Regions from separate parts of the Mus musculus genome. Here region 1 is linked to region 2. A link is a contact called in public Hi-C data. All regions are on one chromosome and are shown on one strand. Each heading gives the region's core, a stretch centred on a gene start, on an enhancer-like site or on the middle of the called end of the contact. The rest is flanking DNA. Distances are from core to core; before and after follow the strand shown. Region 1 holds the start of Hecw1 (HECT, C2 and WW domain containing E3 ubiquitin protein ligase 1). Region 2 overlaps Hecw1 (HECT, C2 and WW domain containing E3 ubiquitin protein ligase 1).

What was found. A called contact is a pair of places that touch in the nucleus more often than the background predicts.
Region 1: a Hi-C map of cerebral cortex shows a contact between it and region 2, with 3 times the contacts expected there. The contact joins the promoter of Hecw1 here to the enhancer-like site in region 2. A contact is called at or near these places in 5 of 39 promoter capture datasets (the 3T3-L1 cell line, 3T3-L1-derived adipocytes, embryonic stem cells and 2 more), 3 of 484 Hi-C or Micro-C datasets (cerebral cortex and cortical neurons), 1 of 115 datasets of contacts at active chromatin or transcription factors (neural progenitor cells) and 2 of 9 other capture datasets (adipose tissue and liver).

What each region holds. Positions count from the first base shown.
Region 1 is chr13:14,520,980-14,525,487 of GRCm38.p6, forward strand. Hecw1 (HECT, C2 and WW domain containing E3 ubiquitin protein ligase 1) reads right to left here and starts at 2,247. Exons shown (of 29, transcript NM_001081348.3): 1 at 1,845-2,247. Gm30893 (a long non-coding RNA gene) reads left to right here and starts at 1,616. Exons shown (of 2, transcript XR_382090.4): 1 at 1,616-1,704; 2 at 2,570-3,521.
Region 2 is chr13:14,362,052-14,367,201 of GRCm38.p6, forward strand. All of the region lies in intron 4 of Hecw1 (HECT, C2 and WW domain containing E3 ubiquitin protein ligase 1), which reads right to left. Among named protein-coding and RNA genes, the nearest start is that of Gm30893, 160 kb to the right of the region's middle. Within about 2 kb of position 3,825, at least 10 of the 459 cell types and tissues checked have an H3K27ac peak or open chromatin away from gene starts, as enhancers often do. A contact at or near this core is called in cerebral cortex and hippocampal neurons, where this site is marked.

The sequences.
Region 1 (4,508 bases), core at 997-3,496, 160 kb after region 2:
AGCTGCATTCCCTCTGCATGATATGCTGCTCCAACTCAGGATGTGGCCTCCTGAACCATGTCAATAATGTCACAATCTGAATAAATTTAGGCAACTGTCTTCGTGAAAATCTGTCCCCCCACAAAAAGAGATCTGTCATTCTGCAAAGAAACCAATTGCACTAGACCAGGATCCTAGTGTGGATCTACCAGAACCTATTTTTTTTAAAAGAAATCCTCCGGACCCGATTTGCCTGTTGGTCTAGGACTTAAAATAGTTCTTCACTTCACCAGTGCCACATTCCAGAGGAGGTAGCAAGCTGAGGGATCAGACAACAGGGAAAACTGCCACAAGCTACGTCTTTACAAACACACACACACACACATTCATATTAGAGTAGGCATGTGGATTGTAATCCCTTCTTAGTGGAAAACACATTTTCAAAATGAATCCCCACGCTAGAGTGAATTACCGTGATAGCCACAGCCGGAGAGTCCCACTGTTGAGAAACTGCAGATCTGGCCACCTGCTTTGAGAAGCTTTGGAACAGCACCGCTGGGGTCTTTTAAAGCTGGTCTTTTCAGGTAGGCACCTACCCTCCTAAACCGCCTTTTAAATTCCAGGAAAAGAGAAGCCACCCCTTATCTTTGAACTATATTGTTCTTCCAGTCTCCACTTCTGCTGAATACAGCATAGTTATCTTTTCAAAGAAAGAAGGAAAACAAGGGAGACTCCCACTGCTGCAGATCCCAGAAGTAAGCCTAAAAAACTACAGCAACGTCAAAAAAAAAAAAAATGTCTTCAGTAGCTAGGAATATCCCGGCATGCTATCTTCTGTTAGCTCAATGCAGACTGAGGCTAGCTGTGGACAGAACCACAGCAAGCTGGGACATCTCTGCAGCCTGTTTTTCTGCCAGCTCCCCACACCCCCTCCCTACCCCCATGTTCTGAATTTGGCAGGGAAGAAGTTACCCTGTCCAGCCTCTGTGCGCAAGATGAACAGACCACACATCCACACTCCCAAAATTAGTCCAGTGCCTGGGAAATTGAGGCTGCAAGGCTGTCAGAAAGCCCTGGAGTGGAGGATGGAGGGCCACTTTGAGCTCTAGGATTTTGCTGCATTGTCATGGCCTGGTAAAGTAGGGAGAATGTGTCGAATCTCCGGCCAAAAATGGACCGGATGCGGCTTTCCCAGCGCCCCCTTGCCTGCCCCCAACCTCCGCCCCTTTCTCTTCCTATGTGCAGGTAACAGTAGGGTAGGCAAAAGGACCAGCTGCTCCCGCTGAAACTCAGGTGGCAGGCCCAGATGAGAGGCACAACGGGCCAGAGATAGGGAGTCGCCTGGGGAACACCCACACCGATCATCTTCCCATCCAGTCACCACCCAGTAGACTGCACCTGGCGGCCGGCTGCAGGAGCCTTTGAGTGAGCACAGAGAGTTCGAGCAGAAACCATGGGATACAATTGTCTAAAAGCCTTGGTTCACAAGGAGTGGGTGTGGGCTGGAAAGGGGGATTACGTAGGTCTCTCCGCCCCCTCCTCTGCCATCTCTTAGCCACTGGGAGGGCGCCCAGGGGCGGAGGAGGCGCTGCGAACCCGTTTGGGGGCTTCTTTGTTTCTCTTCGGGCCCCTATCTGCCGGCTGTACCCAAGCCTTGGGATGCCAGCCCGGCTTGGGCGGCGACCCGCCCCAAGTCAACAATTGAACCTCGCGGGAGAAGAGAGGGTGGGTAAAAGGGTGGATCCCGGCTCTCTGGAGGCAGTGCGCTGCAGGGGCTTCGCAAGGGTGAGGAAGCCGCCCCAGAAAGGGGGTGGGGAGAGGGCAGGGAAGGAGAGGCTGATGGTCTGAGCGTGGCGTCTGCTTACCTTGGCAGCCTCCAACTGGGCACAGATCATGCTCCGGTCCGCACGCAGGTTAGAACCGGGGGTCGCACGTGGCTTGCATAGGTGCCAGGCATTGAGGACCTGGTTTGCTAGTCCTGGGCGATCAGCGTCTTTTGCCTTGCTCTGGCTGCTTCGTATCCTGAGCCAACTATTGTCAGAGCCACCGTCACGGCTGGAGCAGCTCTCGACTGGTGAACCTGTGCGAGCCAGGAGGGGGTCCTCTGGGTCAGAGGCTCGTGGTGTTGCGGCTCAAACAAGGACTCCCAGTGCGTGGCAACGCAGCACACTTTATTGCTTTATCCTTCCTCCCGCATCCCCTCCCTTCCTGCCTGCTCCTCTGTGGGAACCAGACTTGAGAACCAACCAGGAGCCAGGCTTGCTCTCTGTGGCTGTGCTCCGCCCTGCAGCCTCACGCACCCGCACCCTCCTCCTCACCCCTTTAGTATATATATATATATATATGTATGTATATATGTATATATATATATATATATATATATATATATATATATATATATTCTTGTTACTATAGGCCCTATCCTTCCAACACTTAGCACGCGTCCGCGAGGCTTATCTGGAACCAGCCACGGTTCATCAGTTCCTTTGTGTACATGCAAATGTTGTGTTCAGAAAGGATGAGTACCTTCTAGGTAGGTACACTGTGTCAGGTGTTCTCACCTCAATTTCCTTACTTGTCCATTTCACAGATGCAGATACATTGCACAGCATCCTCCAGTATTTTCGCAGCAAGTTCCCCCAAAACAACGTTATGATCACAAATGCCATGCTTGTAAATCGCCCTAGGTATCTATTGTTGATAAGCTTAGCTTTCCAAGCAGGTTTAGTATTAAGCAGTACACATTGTCAAAATAGTAAAATGGAAGTAGGAAAAATGCAAATCTTTATTTGACCAGCCGACCAAGATGCAAAAGAAAGTGAAATGCTGGCCACTGATTTGGTCTAATTTGGGCTTGCTACGTTCACAAAGTGCGAAGGTTCTGAGCACACAACCCCCATAATCCGCAACTCTGTGTTTTTTACAATGCCTTTTTATTTCTACCTATTTTCCTGCCCGGCACTCCCCAGGCAAACTATTTTTCACATCTTAGAGGTGTACCTTTTCCCTTACCCAGGGAACACCCTAGTATTCTTACTATACTTAGTAATGCCTGGTAATTCCTCTTAGTCACCCTGGTAATACCTCTAGCTCCAGAACCTTTTCTTGAAGAGCTGATTGGATATATCTCCATTTATAACAATAAGACAGATGGCTTCTCACTGGTGTTCTTCTTGTTGACCCACCTCTTGCCACTGATTACACTCTTGCAGCAGAACTTTACAGAAGAGGAAACCACGGGAAACCAAGTGAAGCCTCAATTCCCACCCTCCTCCCTCCCCCGGGAGCACCTCCCTTCCAGCCTGCGCTCGTCACTTCAGGTGCCCAGTGATTTCTCAATGGACATTTCCCTCTGTCTGGCAGGAATCTGATTTTCCCACCAGATGAGTTCAACGCTGTCTGTTTTTCAAACCATATCTCAAAAGCCACACAGAACCCTGAGCACACATTTCACCAGATTTGACAGATGAGCTTTGGTATGAAGAAAACCTCCAAGAATGGACTTGGCTGAGGTGCAACAATAAACACCAGAATCAACCAAATGATAATACCAACCAGAAATTTGGAAGAAAAACAAGTAAATCAACAAAAGTCTCTTGTATAAACTAATATTAAAGATTTCTGAAGACACAATTCCAACAAACTGCCACAAAGAATGCTTATTCACCTCAATTAATTGTTAAGTTGTTCAGTCTGATTTTCAGTGTTGCTGCATCTATTTGGCTCAAAGAGATTTTCTTCCTGTTATGTCATGAGGATAGCTTGATAAGTCAGCATCTCTCAGTGTGTTGGTGCAACAATCCTGAGGTATGCTTTATTTTCCTCTAGGCACTTTCTTCTTTTCTATTTCTTTTTCTACCAAAGGAAAAGGGCACAAGTTTCACACCTTTTGTAATTTTAGAATTTTTAATTAATTAAAATATAATTATATCACCCACCTCCTTTCCCTCCAACCCCTCTCATTCATACCTCCTATTTCCTTGAAATTTCTTTATCACACGCACTCAGTCTGTTTAGTGTTACTAGTGTGTTTTACTGGGACTGGATACTCATTTAGGGGTTCATCCCTGGAAAGGATTCATTCTTTCAGCAGCCTTTAATTGCCTGTAGCTCTTCATCTTCATCTAGTGTTGGTTTACTGCACAATATCCCCACCTATGTTAGCTTGTCACCTGGTCCTGTCATTTTTGGGGTCTTATTTAAGCAGCCACATTGTTAAACGTCATGTGTGTGGCTTCCTGGCCATCTTTAGAAAACACTATCTTGCAGTGGATTGATTTCCTGGTCTCCCTATTCCTACAATCTTTCTACATTTTCTTCCCTGGTGTTCCCTGAGCCTCAGATGTAGCTTGTGTTGTAGATACAACTGAGGCGGGGCAGCCCACAGTCCAGATCTGCTGTGCATTTTGACTAGGTGTGACTCTAGTAATGAACTCTGGAAAAGAAGCTCATTTGATAACTGGTGAGAGCTACACTTATCTGCGAGTACAGGGATAGCATCACAGCTTAACAGGTAGAACAAATAGCCA
Region 2 (5,150 bases), core at 2,575-5,074:
ACCCTATTAAAAATGGGGAACAGAATTAAATAAAGAATTCTCAACTGAGGAATATTGAATGTCCAAGAAGCACTTAAAGAAATGTTCAACATACTTAGTCATCAGGGAAATGCAAATCAAAACAACCCTGAGATTACACTTCACAGCAGTCAGGTTGGCTAAGGTCAAAAACTCAGGTGACAGCAGATGCTGTCAAGGATGTGGAGAAAGAGGAACACTCTGCCATATTTGGTGGGATTGCAAGCTGGTACAACAACCCTGGAAATCAGTCTTTCGGTTCCTCAGAAAATTGGACATAGTACTACCTGATGACTCAGCTTTACCATTCCTGGGCATATACCTAACAGGTGTTCCAACATGTAATAAGGACACATGTTCCACTATGTTCATAGCAGCCTTCTTTATAATAGCCAGAAGCTGGAAAGAACCCAGATGTCCTTCAACAGAAGAATAGATAAAGAAAATGTGGTAAATTTACACAATGGAGTACTACTCAGCTATTAAAATCAATGACTTCAAGAAAGTCTTAGGCAAATGGATGGAACTAGATAATATCATCCTGAGTGAGATAATGCAATCACAAAAGAACACACATGATATGCACTCACTGATAAGTGGATATTAGCTCAAAAGCATGGAATATCCAAGATACAATTCACAAACCACATGAAGCTCAAGAAGAAGGAAGACCAAAGTGTGGATGCTTCAGTCCTTAGAATGTGAAACAAAATACTCATGGGAGGAAATACGGAGACAAAGTGAGGAGAAGAGACTGAAGGAAAGACCATCCAGAGACTGCCCCACCTGGGAATCCATCCCATGTACAGTTGCCAAACCCAGACACCAAGAAGTGCTTGCTGACAGGAGCCTGATATAGCTGTTGCCTGAGAGACTCTCCCAGAGCCTGAAAATACAGAGGCAGATGCTCACTGTCAAACATTGGACTGAGCACTGGGTTCCTGATGGAGGAGTTAGAAAAAGGACTGAAGGAGCTGAAGGGGTTTTCCATCCTATAGAAAGAACAAAAATATCAACCAACCAGACTCTCCAGAGCTCCCAGGGACTAAACCAACAACCAAAGAGGACACATGGAGAGACCTATGGCTTTAGCCTCATAGGTAGCAGAGGGTGACCTTGTCAGGCATCGATGGGAGTAGAGGACCTTGGTCCTGTGAAGGCTTGATGCCCCATTATAGGGGAATGATAAGGCAGAGAGGCAGGAAGGGGTGGGGATAGGATAGGGGCTTTCGATAGGGGTGTACTGGCTAGTTTTGTGTCAACTTAACACAGCTGGATTTATCACAGAGAAAGGAGTTTCAGTTGAGGAAATGCCTTCATGAGATCCAACTGTAAGGCATTTTCTCAATTAGTGATCAAGGGGGAAAGGCCCCTTGTGGGTGGGACCATCTCTGGGCTGGTAATCTTGTTTCAATAAGAGAGCAGGCTGAGCAAGCCAGGGGAAGCAAGACAGTAAAGAACATCCCTCCATGGCCTCTGCATCAGCTCCTGCTTTCTGACCTGCTTGAGTTCCAGTCCTTACTTCCTTGGTGATGAACAGCAGTATGGAAGTGTAAGCTGAATAAACCCTTTCCTCCCCAACTTGCTTCTTGGTTATGATGTTTGTGCAGGAATAGAAACCCTGACTAAGACAAGGGGAAAACAGGAAAGGGTATAACATTTGAAATGTAAATGAAGAAAATATCCAGTAAAAGATAAAAAAAAAGTAAAGTAACCAATATTTTGTTCAGAAAACAGATGTGAGGTAGTTTATATTCATTCTCCAGTAGATGGAAAGTCATCTGGTGAAGACATTTCCAAGCGTGCCTTTGAGAGTATTTCCAGAGAGGTTTAGCTGTGGCTGGCAGTGGGGAGGGAAGAGTGACCATGGCAGCACTTTCCTATGAGCTGGAGTTTTGGACCAAATAAAAAGGAGAAAAATCTGAAAACAAGAGCATCAGCGTTCACTCATTTTTTTTCTGTTTTCTGACCACTGTGAGCAGCTCCCTCACAGTCTTACAACCATAATTACCTCAAGATCCCACTGCCACACCTTCCTGTACATAACAGTCTTTAGCCCTTTAAATTTTCAGCCAGAAATATTCTTACTGCTTTTGCCAGGTATTTTCTCACAACAACAAGAAAAGTAACTAATATGCCTTAAACTGCATCAAAGGAAAACTAAATAACAATAAGGCAGACTCTTCAAATTTACCCGATAAAGTTGCACTGTGACCATGGATAGAGTATAAATCCATGACTCTTCAGAAGGATGAGAGAGTTGCAGTGATGCCTTTAGCTCTTTGGTTAGATAATAACCGCAGAGGCTTCCAGCTGGTCATACAAATCAGGATGCCATTTGAAATTGTTATAATCACCACCCGTGGCATTATTTGTACAAAGGGCTTATGTGTTCTCAGTTCTAAGACATGGTCCCCACACATAGAGGAACCTATGATGATGGTTGCCCACCAGGTGCACATCATAGAGATCCATGTTTTAATCATGTAAATGCACTGCTTGTACGTGCCTTATAGAATAATGGACAGGTGTAGGACAAGGATTGGATTCTTTGGCAGGGAGCTAAAGGGACATAGTACTCCACTGGACAATGTTTGTGCATCCCCCAATTTCTCTTTCACGTCAGGGTCCCTCTTCTTTGGCCCCAAGCAAATCTCTTTTCTAGTCTGTTAGACAGAGTTAAAATATATTATCCATTTCTTGTTAAGTTAGAACAAAAAGAATAGATTTCTTGTAAAATAATTCTTCAGGGGAAAAAAAACCATTTAGGCCTGCTGTTTCTGCACTCAGGAAAGTCCACTCACTAGTCATGGCATCTCAGAACTTTGGGCATAGAAATCAACGCACATGTGAGGAGCTCAGGTTAACTGACCTGCTGCATAGGCAGCAACTTTCAATTGTCATAGTTGATTCAGAGCTAGAATACAGTAATAGTGTATCAAATAGTGTACCAAATAGTGACTCCTTTTATATTTCTTACACCAAAGGGGGGACAAAAACACAAGATTTTGCAGACAGGGACTTCCCTTTAAAAGAAATAGTGTGCTTCACTAATGGATATTTTATTAAAATAAATAGTATTTGTAACTTTGAATTTGCTGAAATCGTTATCCTTTGGAAAAAGCATTCTGACTTGGAGGTGTGCGTCTTGACTAGTCTCCTCTCAGCAATATCAAGTCATTTCTACATTCCTGAGTCTCTTTTCTCACCCTTGGTTGGTGAGAGTATAGGATTGTGTTTTTTATTTAGTGCTTTATTGATTCTTTGTGAATTTCACATCATGAACCCCACTCCCACTCATCTCCCCATTGCTTCATATCGTTTCTCCATCCTTGAAACCTCTTCCCTCAATCGAAAAAAAAAATCTCGTTGTGGAAGTTGTAGTGTGTCTCAGTGTGTCTCCACAGTACACCCTTCTGCTTACACATCTTTATTGGCAAATATTGGTTGCAATGAATCCTTGATCTGATTTGAGGCCTCTGGTTCTGCTACGCTGTCAATACTGGATCCTCTCCAGGACTCCTCTTGATATGTCCCTGTGTCATGGAGATCCTGCAGCTCTGGATCTGTAGGACCCACTCTTTCCCTTGTTCCAGCAGTTCACAGAGGCACAGATGGGGTAGATGCTGGATAAACCAACTCAAAGCCCTGGATCCAGGCCTGGGTGGTAGCTGAGCTAGCTGTCAGCCTGCCAACTCGCTTGCACTCACACCATCAGGGAGAGCTCTCCAGCAGTGCCAGGGTTAGTTCACCCAGTGCTATGGTTGGCAAGGAACAGAGCCAGCTCACCTGCTCTCATGCACTTGGGACCCACTCACCTGGGCTCATACCAGTTGGGCCGGCTCTGTTGTGTTGCCTGGGTGAGGTGCAGGGCTGGGAGAGCCGTGGGGTTATTATTTACTGTGAAAGGCAGCATAGTTCTTGGTCCAGCACAGGCTGGAAACCCTGGTGATCTTGAGGGATGGCAGGCATTTTGCCATGCTCCTGGACACTAGGTTCCTGACATGAGGCCTCAGCACTTCATAGATATGTCCTTCCATCAATGAAAGGCCCTTCCACAAGCCCCCTCCACAGGTAGAGGACGTGGTCACATAGCCTCAAGACAGATCTCCATTTTAATGAGGTACCTAAAGGCCTGGAGACTTAGCCAACAAATTTCCTTTCCCAGACACTCCTCCCTGCAAAGGGTATTTAACCCCAGGCTCGCCCCTGAGAACTGGGCTATAGTTTTATTCATCTACTTTCTGCCATGACCATAAATGTCTTTAAACCATGGACTGCCTCTTTTCATTGAGATTCACTGTGGGGAGCAATGGAACAGGCCTTCACCTAAAAAGCCGACCACCTAATCTCCTGCAGAAGGTCTCTCAGTGCTCCCAGCCACGGCTTCCACCAAGTCAAGCCAAGGGCCCAGATGGAGCTTTCCCCTCTCTTCCCCCTCAGCCCTGGGCTAGATTCAGCCTATGGGGCCCCCACTCCATTCTCAGCTCTTCTGCAGTATTCAGCAGTGCCAGGGTGCCCAAGAGCCTGAGAACCAGATGGCTCTGGCTTCCATGCAGGCCTGGGGACTATTGCTCTATATGGTTTATAGTATAGCTTGGGGTACTACATCAGGAATGGTGATTCCTCTAGAGGTTCTTTCATTGTTTAGGATTGTTTTTGGCTATCCTGGGCTTTTTGTTTTTCCATATGAGTTTGAAAAATTGCTCTTTCAAGGCTTGTAAAAAATTGTGTAAGAATTTTGATGGGAATTGCACTGAATCTGTAGAATGCTTTTGGTAAGATGGTCATTTTCACTCTTTTAATCCTACCTATCCGTGAGCATGGGAGATCGTTCCATCTTCCTGTATTTTCTTCGGTTTCTTTCTTCAGGGATTTGAGGTTCTTGTGCACAGATCTTTTACTGGTTTGGTTAGAGTTACATCAAGATATTTTATATTATTTGTGGCTATCGTGGACGATGATGTTTCCCTTCTCTGCCAGTTTATTACTAAAGGAGGGCTACTGATTCATTTGAGTTAATTTTATGTCTTGCCACTTTACTGAAGTTATTTATCAGCTGTAGGAGTTCTTTGGTAGAATTTTGAAGGTTGCTTATGTATATACTATCCTATCATCTGAGAATAGTGATG